2 separate regions of the Muntiacus reevesi genome follow, and region 2 is linked to region 1. A link is a contact called in public Hi-C data. All regions are on one chromosome and are shown on one strand. The core of a region is the stretch at or near the end of the contact, and the rest is flanking DNA. Distances in the headings are between cores, read along the strand shown. Region 1 holds the start of SUGT1 (SGT1 homolog, MIS12 kinetochore complex assembly cochaperone). Region 2 holds the start of WBP4 (WW domain binding protein 4).

The links. Hi-C and Micro-C count contacts between places; a contact is called where the count stands out from the background.
Region 2: a Hi-C map of muscle shows a contact between it and region 1, with 8 times the contacts expected there. The contact joins the promoter of WBP4 here to the promoter of SUGT1 in region 1. A contact is called at or near these places in 2 of 3 Hi-C or Micro-C datasets (blood and muscle).

What each region holds. Positions count from the first base shown.
Region 1 is chr11:10,096,040-10,101,855 of mMunRee1.1, forward strand. It overlaps SUGT1 (SGT1 homolog, MIS12 kinetochore complex assembly cochaperone), which reads right to left and starts at 3,629. Exons shown (of 14, transcript XM_065901650.1): 1 at 3,480-3,629; 2 at 3,109-3,284; 3 at 2,956-3,013. The coding sequence starts at 3,137.
Region 2 is chr11:10,224,720-10,230,535 of mMunRee1.1, forward strand. WBP4 (WW domain binding protein 4) reads left to right here and starts at 3,535. Exons shown (of 10, transcript XM_065902365.1): 1 at 3,535-3,682; 2 at 4,610-4,682. The coding sequence starts at 3,681. It overlaps ELF1 (E74 like ETS transcription factor 1), which reads right to left and starts at 3,389. Exons shown (of 10, transcript XM_065902363.1): 1 at 2,834-3,389. TRNAE-UUC (transfer RNA glutamic acid (anticodon UUC)) reads right to left here and starts at 2,803; the gene lies at 2,732-2,803.

The DNA.
Region 1 (5,816 bases), core at 2,379-4,878:
TTAAGCACCACTCATACTGGGCCTCAAAAGATCCTTATAATCCACATAAACGTTTTCTCTCTCTGCTGAATTGAGACTTCCTCTACAAAGATTTTTTACTTCCCCAGTTGGCCTCTATTCTACTGTAGATTATACACCACTCCACTAGAGCATTTATCTTATATTCTAATGACCTGTTGACTTGCCTCTCTCTTCTAGACCACAGACTCCCTCACTACAGTATTTACTGTAGTATTTTCATCTTTAGATTGCTGGCTCCCAGTACAGCCTTCTACTAATACACATTGTTTGTTTAATGAAACATGTAATCAGCTTGATACACTTTATTTTATTCTTAATAGGATGGTGTTATATAAAAATGTGACACTTTAACTGCTATAATATCTAGTGACCTTAATTTCAAAACAATTACTTTAAACCAGCCCTTGGGAAAAGCGAGGGGGAAACTGACTCTTCTCATCAAGGTTCCGGCCCTACTCATTATTACCAATTATCTAGGAATTAACATTCACCTGTTTAACCCGGTGAGAAGATCATCTCAAGATTTAAAAAGGACATTTCCTCTTAACACAGGCTGGTTCTTACCATGACCATCCTCCCCACTCTGGGTTTCTGACTCAGGTCCGTGGCAGGTCCTGAGAATTCACATTTCTAACAAATTCCCAGGTGATGCTCCTGCGGAGGGTCTGGGAAAACACTTTTGGAAACCACCATAGCACTAGACTAAGAGCAGGAAACTCCTGTCCTATAGAGGCCCCTATTCTGCCTCTACCTGGCTGTACACATCTCTGTGATGGATCACCTGGATTTCCTTGGGTCTGTTTCCTTCTGTAAAAAGGAAGGGTAAGGCATACTGGCCTACAGGAGCCATAAGTACATTCAGAAAATCTGCAGTGGGGAATTCCCTGGCTGTCCTCACTTCCACTGCAGCAGGGATGGGTTCCATTACTGCTTGGGGAACTAAGATGCCACATCACGTAGTGCCCCTCCGCCAAAAAAAAGAGGAAAGAAAAAGAAAATATGAGGGAGGAGGCATCCAAGAATTTGCATTTCTAAGGAATTCCTAAGTGATGCAAATGCTGCTGGTCCAAGAACCACATTTTAAGGACAAATGTACTAAAGCTAACCACACACCTACACTATGCAATTTCACTCCTAGAAAGAAAAAAAAAAATGCACTCTCAAAAGAAAGGAGTGCATGTGTGTTCAGCAAAATACATGTATAAGAAAATCCACAGTGGTTTTATTCATATTAACAACTAGAACTATCCCAAATGTCCACTGTTTAACAGTGCTATATTAATACAGTGGAATACTACACAGCAATGAAAAAGAATTATCCCTTCCCACAAACTTGTGGATGTATCTCACATAAAGTTTAAAACAAGACAGAGTAGCTACACTCAACTAAGTATGATGCTGTTTGATACCGTAAGATACTGTCTGTATGAAGTCCAAGGAAAACTAACTGATGGTGATGTAGTTCAGAACAGATGGGTAAGAGGAATTATTGGTTGGGAAGAAACTTTAGATTTGTGTTACATACCACATGTCAATACATAATTTTATAAGTAAAATAAGCCAGATGTAAAATGACAATCCATTATATTAATATTTTTTTAATAGCAACTATTATACAAACTAGATTTCCAGAGGAGGCACAGGGCCTAAGAGGACCATACAAATGTAGACTCTGAAAACAGCTACTTAGCTGAAATAAGGAACTGTAGAGAAAAATTCTCAGTGCCTCTGGTAACATTATTCTAACAGTGACCTCAGAAGAATCACTAGGAAAAAATCCCAGCACAGGAGTAATCAACCGCTTCATTTTAAGGTCTTCATATCCCAACCCCCCTCAAAACATAGTCCAAGCTACAGATAAAAGGCACCAATGGATTCGGCCTTGGCTTCCTCTCCCCCTCCTCTTTCACCCTAACCAAACGAGCTTTCCCGCTGCTCCCTGTGCAGGCCAACTTCAATCCTACTTCAGAATCTTGACACTGGCTCCTCTTCCTGCCTGAAATAATCCTTCCGCAGAGCTTCCAAGCTCGCTCCCTCGTGCCTCTTCTCAAATGTCACCTCCTCTGCTAACCATGAGTCAATTTCTTTCAGAAGTCACAGCCAAGAGAAAGATTCTCTTGCCTCAAATTCCTAACCTTACATATGTTAGATTAGAACAGCAAAACAAAGTCTCCTCTCTTTTTAAGCTTCAAAACAAGAAACCCCTGGCTAATTTTGAGACCCACCTGCCTCACGTATTCTTAGCTTGGGCTCTCTGATTTACTTCAAATTATTACTTAACTCACTCTTTTGGTTTCCTTTACAGCTTTATAGTCTTTCACTGCACACAAAGTGCTTTATAAGTCATTTAACTGTATAAATTAAGACTTTAATCCATAGCAACCAGTGCCTTCCACACAGCAGCCCCTCCCCCGCCAAGAAATTGTTTTGAGAAATGAAACAAATGAGTGAATAATGAAGAGAAACAGGGACGCCTGGAAATTTTCAGGCACACAAGGGGAAAAGGTTTCTGTCCTAGTGGCCTGAGTTCAGACAGGCCCTCAGCACACAACCGGGAACATAAAAATAATCAAGGATGATCGCCAAACGAAAATCCGAATGAACAAACATCGAGCCGAGATTTCACTTTTTGTTCTAGTCACAAATGCCATTAAAAAAAAAAAAAAGAAGTCCCTTGAGGCCCACGATGCAGGATCCCTAAGACAGAAGAAGGTTACGCTAAGGAGCTCCAAGGATGCATAAAGGGACCAGGGGTGGGAAGGGTACCCGACGAAGGATTCAATGTAACCAGGCCGCCGCGGGGAAGAAAAAGGAGGGGCGGAGGCTGTCAACATCGGGGCTGACCCGCACAAGAAATAGCGACCCCGACCCCCGGAAGACAGAACCGGGAGGAACCCGAAGCGGCCGCCTACCCCGGGGCACAGGCTGTCTCACCTCTAACGCCGCCTGGGGGTCCTGCTCGATGAGGGCATCTGAGAAGCTCCGGAACAACCTGCCAGGAAAAGAAGGACTTCAAGCAAGGCTCACGAACCAAAGAAAGGGGCGGGGGGGATGCCAATTACACCAAAGGGAAGGAAAAACGCGCACCTCGCGGCAGCCGCCGGACCCGCCGCCATCTCTAATCGTCACGGTTCCCGCTGCCGGAGCTGCTCTTCCCGGGGTTACTAGCGTCGCCGCCGCCGCCGCCGCCCAAGGGGGAAACTTCTGGAGAATCACCCACCGAGCTTCCGTCCTAAGTAGCCAACGAGCAGCCGCGCAGCGTGCTGAGGGGAGGAGGGAAGGGGCAGGGGAGGCGAAATGTGGGCGCGGGGCGGGCTGGGACCGTGGAGGACCGACTCTCCGGACCCCGCCCCCCCCGGCCGCTGACCGGCCGCGCAGGCCCCGCCCCACCGCAGCCCTGGTTACGGAGGCCGCGGCGGGCCACGCTCGCCCTCCGTCCTAATGCGCGCGCACACTACCCGAGAGCCTCCGGGCGCGGTAACTCAGTAGGACCTTGGTACCGTACAGCTACCCCTCAGGAACGTGTGGCGTTTGGGAGACGTTTGTACGTCTGTCAGTAACGCACGGCACATTGAGCTCCATTTTCCCCTACGGCTCTCATCATGGCTCCCCAGAGGCAGCCAAGACTTTCGCGACCCGTGACGCTCTCGGCTACGTGTTCTTTTCCGGGAGCCACTTCCGGAGGGCGGCCCGTTGACGCCGGGATCCTGGCGCCGGGAGACCTGAGGGCCTCAAGCTCACCGGGAGTCGCTCTGCCCTCGCAGTAGCTAGACTGGAGTTAACGCCTTTTTGGTTCCGGTTCGGGCGGACCGCTTGCTTCCCCAGAACTTCACAGGCCGAGACTTTCTCCCCACTTTGCTTCCCAGATACAAGAAAAACGTGTTCCATTCGAACGCGCTGAAGGGAGAAAGGGAGCCTGAAGTTTGTCCAGTGCCGCTCTACTTTCCACTCAGCGGATCCGGCCCTCCTCTCTCAGTACCCCTCGACCCATGCAATTCCAATGGAAGAAACTCAGAGCTAATTCCACCAAGGCGGCAGCCGGGGAGCAGGAAGGCGTGGGAGTGAGCCGCCCATTAGTAGAGACGAACAAGGAACTGAACTGGAGTGCCTGCTCCATCCGAAATCTAAACTTAAAGTCCGGGGATTCAGTGGTGTTAACACCCTCCAATTTTGTTCTAAAGGCTAAAAAAGAAAGGGCAGTAGTCATTGATGTGATAACAAGAAGGGACACAACTGAATATAATATATACGGATGGAGTCCTCATAGGTTGTAACTGAGCCTCAGTCTGGCAAGAAGACTTAGTGAAGGAAAGGGAAAAAGCAGTTTAGACTGAATAGGATGCGTGTTAGAAAGTGATGATGTGAACTCAAATTGTAGAGCCAAAATTCAAGCTAGAAGCAGACTGGGTGGAGAGGTAGGTACATGCTAGGTCATAAGGACTAGGTGTACTCCGCTGAGAAGTTTGAACGGAATTCACTTAAAGATGCTAAACCGCATAGGATTTTTACTCGAAAAAGGCATTAACGTTTAAATTTCCATTTTTGTTTGTTGTTCTGTCTGTCCTATGGAGGACACAAGGACTGGACAATAATAGAAGGATTGAAGGGAACAGAACAGTTGTTGGGAGACAACCGCTGTACTACAGGCCAATGCGGGGTTTGACTGTTTATGTCGCCAGGGACTGTGGACGTCCAGGCTCCTCTGTCCATGAGATTTCCCAGGCAAGGATACTGGAGTGGGTTGTCACTGTCTTCTCCAAAGGATCTTCCCCACCCAGGGATCGAACCAAGGGCTACTACATTGGGAGGTGGATTCTTTACCCCTGAACCAAAGTGTCTCTTTAATAGGTCACTGATTGTTTGGGATGGTGAGAATTACAGAAATAATTGAAGTAAAACTGTCTGGATTTGCTGATTTTTCTTTTTTGTGATCAATACTCTTTGTATCATACATAAGGCTTTGCCTGCTTCAAAACCATTAAATTAGTCACCTGTGTTTTCTTAAATGCTTTACATTTTTATCTTTCACAGCCAGATTTATTCATTTTTATAAAAGGTGGGAAGTCAGGATCGAGATTCCTCCTCCCCCCACCCATATGGATATCCAACTGACCCAGGCCTATTTACTGAAAAGACTATCATTTGCTCTTTCCCCCAATAAATAATTGTGGCACAGTTGTTGTAAAAAGTAGATAACAAGATATACCAGAGGGTCTATATATAACCAGAGAGTGTATTTCCAGGTTCTCATTTCATTGGTCTGCCTAACCGTGTTCCACACTATCTTAATTAATATAGCTTTATAAGTCTTAAGGAGTCCTGTAACTTTCTCAGTATTGCCATGGTACTCTTGGCTAGTCAAAGTCCTTTATATTCAGATTATTTTATACATTTTATAAAACTTATTTCCATTTGTTTATAAATTTTAGAATGAACCCTGTCAGTTTCCAAAAAACAATTATAAAAACTCTACTAGGATTTTAATTGGGCTTACATTGGATCTATAGATCAGTTTATTTGGGGAAAACTGACATCCTAGTATTTTTTTTTAATTGAAATATAGTTAATTATGGCGTCATGTTACCTTCTTTTGTACCCAGGTGATTCAGATAGATAGCTATTTCTTTTCATATTTTTTCCATTATAGTTTAGTACAAGGTATTGAATACAGTTCCCTGTGCTGTACAAGCAGTTTGCCTTATATATATAATAGTTTGGATCTGCCCATTTTTCCCTCCTCCACTCCTCTTTGGTAACCATAAGTTTGTTTTCTGTGTCTGTCGTGTCTGCTTTTT
Region 2 (5,816 bases), core at 2,285-4,784, 130 kb after region 1:
ATTTAGTTTTTTCAAAGAGACAAAAAATATTTTAAAAACTCTACTGCCATAAATACCACGCCCTTAGAACAACTTGTGTTATTGTTCGGTCGCTCAGTTTTGTCCGACTCTTTGCAATCCCATGGACTACAGCACACCAGGTTTCCCTGTCCTTCACTATCTCCTGGAGTTTGCTCAAACTCAAAACAACTTGTTACCCAGTCAAAAGTTATCAAGTTAAAATTCTCTTTTAATATCCCAACCTGATCCCAATGACTCTCTCTCTCTGGGTACTGAGTACTCTTGCCCAACCAGGCTACTTGCCTGCCTCACACTCCCCGCCCCCTCCCACCAAGCTCAGCTCACATTCCCCACCAGGAGAAATTCAACCCATTCTTCAAGGTCCAGGACAAACACTCTCCTCTCCTTGTCTGGACTCTAGTTCTCTTCCCTGAGTAGAACTGATTTCTTACCCATATGCTCCTGAAGCAATTCTGTAACTCAGAAGTTGACCTATCCATTTCTGCCTGATACAAATATATAAATCTATGTCTTTTTTTTTCCTTAATTTTTGGCTGCGTTAGGTCTTCATTGCTTTGCAAGGGCTTTCTCCAGTTGCGGCGAGCACGGTCTACCCTACATCGCAGTTCGAGGGCTCCTCATCACAGCGTCTTCTCCTGTGGTGGAGCACAGGCTCTCCGGCGCTCCGGCTTCTGCATTTGCGCCACACAGTTCACACGGTCTTAACTGCTCCGAGGCAGGTGGAATCTTCCCAGACCAGGGACCCTCCAGCATTCGCAGGTAGATTCTTACCGCTGGGCCACCAAGGAACCCTGTAAGTCTGTATCTTGGACACTGAGAAACTGTCATCAGACTACTCCTCTCAGCATACCCTCGAGGACATATAAAGCCATTTGCAATTATAGCTGGTACTCAGTTGAAAATCACATCCATTTTAGCACAATTTGGTACAGTATAATACAAGTCATTAGGAAATGCAAGATCACGAACGAAGCACTATGAAGACAATTAAGTCAGAGAGTTCTTTTCCTTCTTCCAAAATCGAGCCTAATTTTTCAGTAAATGGTTTCTGAACAATGACACAATCCTCTATTTAAACGAAACTTTTCCACTCTTATTACCAACACAAGAATTGCTCAACAATTCCTGAAGCTCTAAAGTTTGTGAGTGATATGCATTATCAAGAATTTATGGCTCTAAACCCAGAGCGCAAAGAAGAGAAAGAGCTACACAAAGTCATACCGATCAAAGGAGCCAAAATATACTTTCTTTTAGCATTCTCTCCATAACCTCCTCACATTAAAAAAAACCTGAACATCAGTCAACTTTCAAAATATCTGTGGGTGCTTGGTGTAAACGTCCAAATATTTGAATTAATGGAGACGATCTAAAACATATTTAGCTGTGGAAGTTTATTTACAATGTGAAAGTAATTAATTCTTAATCATGCAGATCACACTAACAGATTATTTCAAAACTCACTGTACAGCTAAAACTATCAAAATAAGAGTTTGGGAAGGCACATACAACTGAACTTTCTGCTGTTTGTCATGGCACTGCCCTGAAACCCATCCACAAGAGGCACTTCTTCCTCCTTCATTTGTTCCCAAAGGCCCAATAGGCTAAACATTATATAGCTCACCCCATTTTCTAATTTCAGCTTGCATTTAAGATAACGCTTTTGTTTCGTTTACAGCTCACATGCTGCTGACACAGCTGCCCCTTCTTTGTAATAAACACAGGGCTTCTATATTTAAAAATACAGTGAAACTTTGTTATAACATCCCCTCCCCAGGCTCCGGCCAATTTTCTCTCTTCTGACCTCCACCACCACGCCAGGATTTTCTAGCCGCGGCGCTCAAAACGTTATAGACCCTTTGGAGAAGTCACATTTCTTCTTGAAAGACATCTCATCCCAGTGGTCATTTTTCTTTTCCAGAGCGCGTGCGCGCGCGCGCGCGTGTGTGTGTGTGTGTGTTGGGCCAGGAGGGGGGCGCGGAGAACGGGACGGATGCCCTGGCTCTTCCCGAGCCAAAGCGCTCAGGTCTGCGGCTCCCGAGTCTGGGGAGCTTTCTATGATCGGCGGCCGGCGTCCCACATGTCATGCCGGGGTGCCCTCGGCGCGGGGCTCGGGCGCCCCGGGGGGACCCGCGGCCGGGCGGGCGGCAGCGGCGCGGTCGCCGGGGATCCCCGGCCCGCACCCCGCCAGAGAGGGGGCTGCTTTGTGTCGGGGGTCCGGGGTGCGGGCGGGGTGTTTCTAGTGAAGAACCCGGGCGCGCTGACTCGGGGCTCCGAGCCGGGCGCGGGCGAAGACGCCCCGCGTCGCTCCGGACCGTCCGAGGCGAGGGTGTGGGCCTGCGGGGGGCGCTGGGGGCCGATAAGGCGAGGCTGGGGTTAATCATCACCTCCCGAGCTTTGGGGAGGGGACGGCCCGGGCCCGCAGCGGCGGGAGGACGGCCCCGGGAGAAGTGAAACTCCGTGCCCCGTACCCCAACCCCGCCGGCCTCCCGCGCGAGCAGCCGCAGCCTGAGCGCAGCCGCTCCTCCCGCCCGCCCGACTCCGCACTCGAGGTAACCCAGGTCTAACCACGCTGCTCTAAGGCTCGTTTTCCACAAAAATCACCTGGCATTGGGGGGTGGGGGGAGGGGGGGTGTCAGGAAAAAAAAAAAAAGAGCCACTTGAAATAAGACAAGTCAGTTTTGCCTGTCTGTTTCTAAAATGAGTTACGACATTCCCATACCGGGAGTCGAACCCGGGCCGCCTGGGTGAAAACCAGGAATCCTAACCGCTAGACCATATGGGAAGTGCTGCGAGAAAGTCCGCGGTGACTCACCTGACAAGAGCGAACGCCGCCGCCACCCCAGCTCCGCCGCCTGCCGCCGCCGCCGCCGCCGCCGCCTCAGCCTCAGGGCCGCCCCAGCAGCCGCCGCCGCCGCCGCCTGCACCCCAGCTCCCCACGCGCTCTCGAGCCCGAGAGCGCGCCCAGTAGGAGCGCGCGGGCGTCCCAGCTACGGGGCGGGGTCGCTCCGCCGTCTGAGGAGAAGTTCTGAGGCCAAGCCCGGCGACTCCCGGCCCCGAAACCAGCTGTTTCACCTTTCTTTCTTTTTTTTTTATTTTAAACTCCGCCAACGACCCGCGCCCCAGCCTACGGGTCCGGGCTGCTCCGCCGGTCAAAGTGCGTGCGGACTAGTTGGCAAAGTTGAGGGCGGCGACGTCTCTGGGAACAGCTGTTTGCGTTCGGGGCGGAGGCGGCGCGCGAGCCTCGGGCCGCGAGCCAGCGAGCCTAGAAGGAGGGTGGAGGTTCTGGATCTCGGGAGGGAACAAGAGAAAGAGAGAAGGCGAGCTGACGCGGGGACACGAGACTCGAGCATGCCCTCAAGTCCCGTCGCGCTCTCGCCCCTGTCGGCGACCTCCGCCGGCTTATAACGACCCCACCTCTCGGGGAGCCGGAGGCCCGCCCCTCGAGGAGGGGCGCGGGGGAGAAGAGCGCGAACGCGGATTGGGTCGCTGGGGCACCCGTAGTTGGGAGCGGCGGAACGCGGGCCCCGGGGACGGCGGCAGGCGTCCGCGCGCCGAGGCTCCGGTGGGCCTCGTGGTGAGCTGGGGCCCAGTTCTCCCCGCGCGGAGAACCCGAGCCTCGGCCGGGTTTCGGGGCGGCCCGCGGAGCGCCTGGTCCAGTCATGTGAGTCGGGTCTCTCAGGCTCTCAAACAACGAGGTCTTGTTTCTCCGGGCGGCCCTTCGCCCTCCGGGGCTCTCCCTCCGCCACCGCCCCTCTCCACCTCGTCCGCCCTCGGCCAGGGGCGTGACGGAAGCGCCCTTAACTCGCTCGGGGCCGGCCGCGGACCGGCGGGGCCGGTTCTCTCGTCCCGGGGTGGGGACTCGCGGGCTCCAGAAGGGAGGCTGGCGGCCCCTGCAGGTAGGACGGCCGCCGTGGAGCGACGGAGGGCTGCTGCCGCCTCCACCGCCGGGGGCCGCGAGCATCCTCGTTCTGGTGGCGCTTGAACCGTGGGGTGTTTTGAAACCGTAGGGTTGGACTGCGGCCACAGCTGCCTCCTCCGCCCGCTAGAAGCGGCCAGCCCTGGTTAGCTTATGACTTTAATTTTTGGTCTTGCCAACTGAGAGATCCATTGGCTTTTCCAACTGTCTCTTGCCTTGAGGCTCAAGAACAAACTATTAACTGGTAGTTTCGGAGGAGCCACAGTCTCCCACCAGAGGCGTCTTATGTTTAGTTGTTTGAGTGGAAATAACTTGATTTAACGTGAACTTTATGAGTTTCTTCAAGTCTGCATTACGGTAACCTCACTCCAAAAATGCCAGAAAGGAATGGATGATCTTCTCCAACCTGTTCCTTGTTTCTTTACACTGATGACAATAACAAACGATACATTTTTAAAAGCTAATTTGTTTAAGGAAGTTTTAAATCCGGTGCAGACTTTTTTACTCTAGTGGCAACAGAATTTCAGTTGGTTGCTTTCAATCAGCTAAATAATAAAGCAGGATGCTGTGTGTAACAAGATTCTGAAGCTTGCATTTCGGACTCTAAGAAGACGTAAATCATGCAAAAATTACCTTTTTAGATTCTAAATACACTTGTTTTTTCTTTTCCAGGGCAGACTACTGGAAGTCACAACCAAAGAAATTCTGTGATTACTGCAAGTGTTGGATCGCAGACAATAGGCCTGTATGATGATTCCTCTATTAGAGAGTCTCCTAATACTGTATTCATGCGAGATTCCTTTTTTATCTCAACTGAGAGCTTACAAAGTACTTTCATATGCGTTGCTCTTGATTTTTCAAAACATCGAACAATTTCTGTTGTGTTTTTATTCCTTGTAGGAAAGCTACAGCCTTCTTCTTTATCATCAGCCCAAATTTGATTATGTACTAAGCCAAACTATTTCTCTCTGGCCCTTCAGTCACATTCAGGAAATGGACATTGAGTGGGTAATCACATTCATGTTTATGAAACACCTAGGTTATGAAGGTGCTGTTTGTAATATTGTTGTATACAAAGAAAAGTAAAAGCAGAAAGTCCTTAACGTGTGAAAAGAAACAACATTATTGTAATTTTCCTTGTATATTTCTGCTCTAAAGGTATTAAGTATATTTGATGTAGAGCTTTATATTTCTAAATGCTTAAATTTGAAAGACATCATTATCTTTGTCATGGAATATGAAAATAGCCAACTTTAAGCACATTGTTAGTGTATCTTTTAGTCCATATTCACCTCTTAAGACATAGAAGGAAAGGCACCATTGATTTTTTTTCACCCCATCTCATGCATGTCTTTGTACTATGTACGTAGTAGATAACTGATAGGATATTTTTTAGATGTATATTCGTATTCTTATTACTTGGTAGAGGTGGATGGGTAAAAGATTAGTAGCACCATCTGTAACCATGTTGTGTTTCTTTGGTAGATATTTATTATTATTTTTTTTTTTTAATTTTTTTTTTTAATTTATTTTTTTATTTTTCAGTGGGTTTTGTCATACATTGATATGAATCAGCCATAGAGCTACACGAATTCCCCATCGTGGTCTCCCATCCCACCTCCCTCTCCACCCGATTCCTCTGGATCCCCCCAGCCCAACAGGCCCGAGCACTTGACTCATGCCTCCCACCTGGGCTGGTGGTCTGTTTCACCACAGATAATATACATACTGTTCTTTCGAAACATCCCACCCTCCCCTTCTCCCACAGAGTTCAAAAGTCTGTTCCGTACTTCTGCGTCTCTTCTTCTGCCCTGCATATAGGGCCATCGTTACCATCTTTCTAAATTCCGCATATATGCGTTAGTATACTGTAATGTTC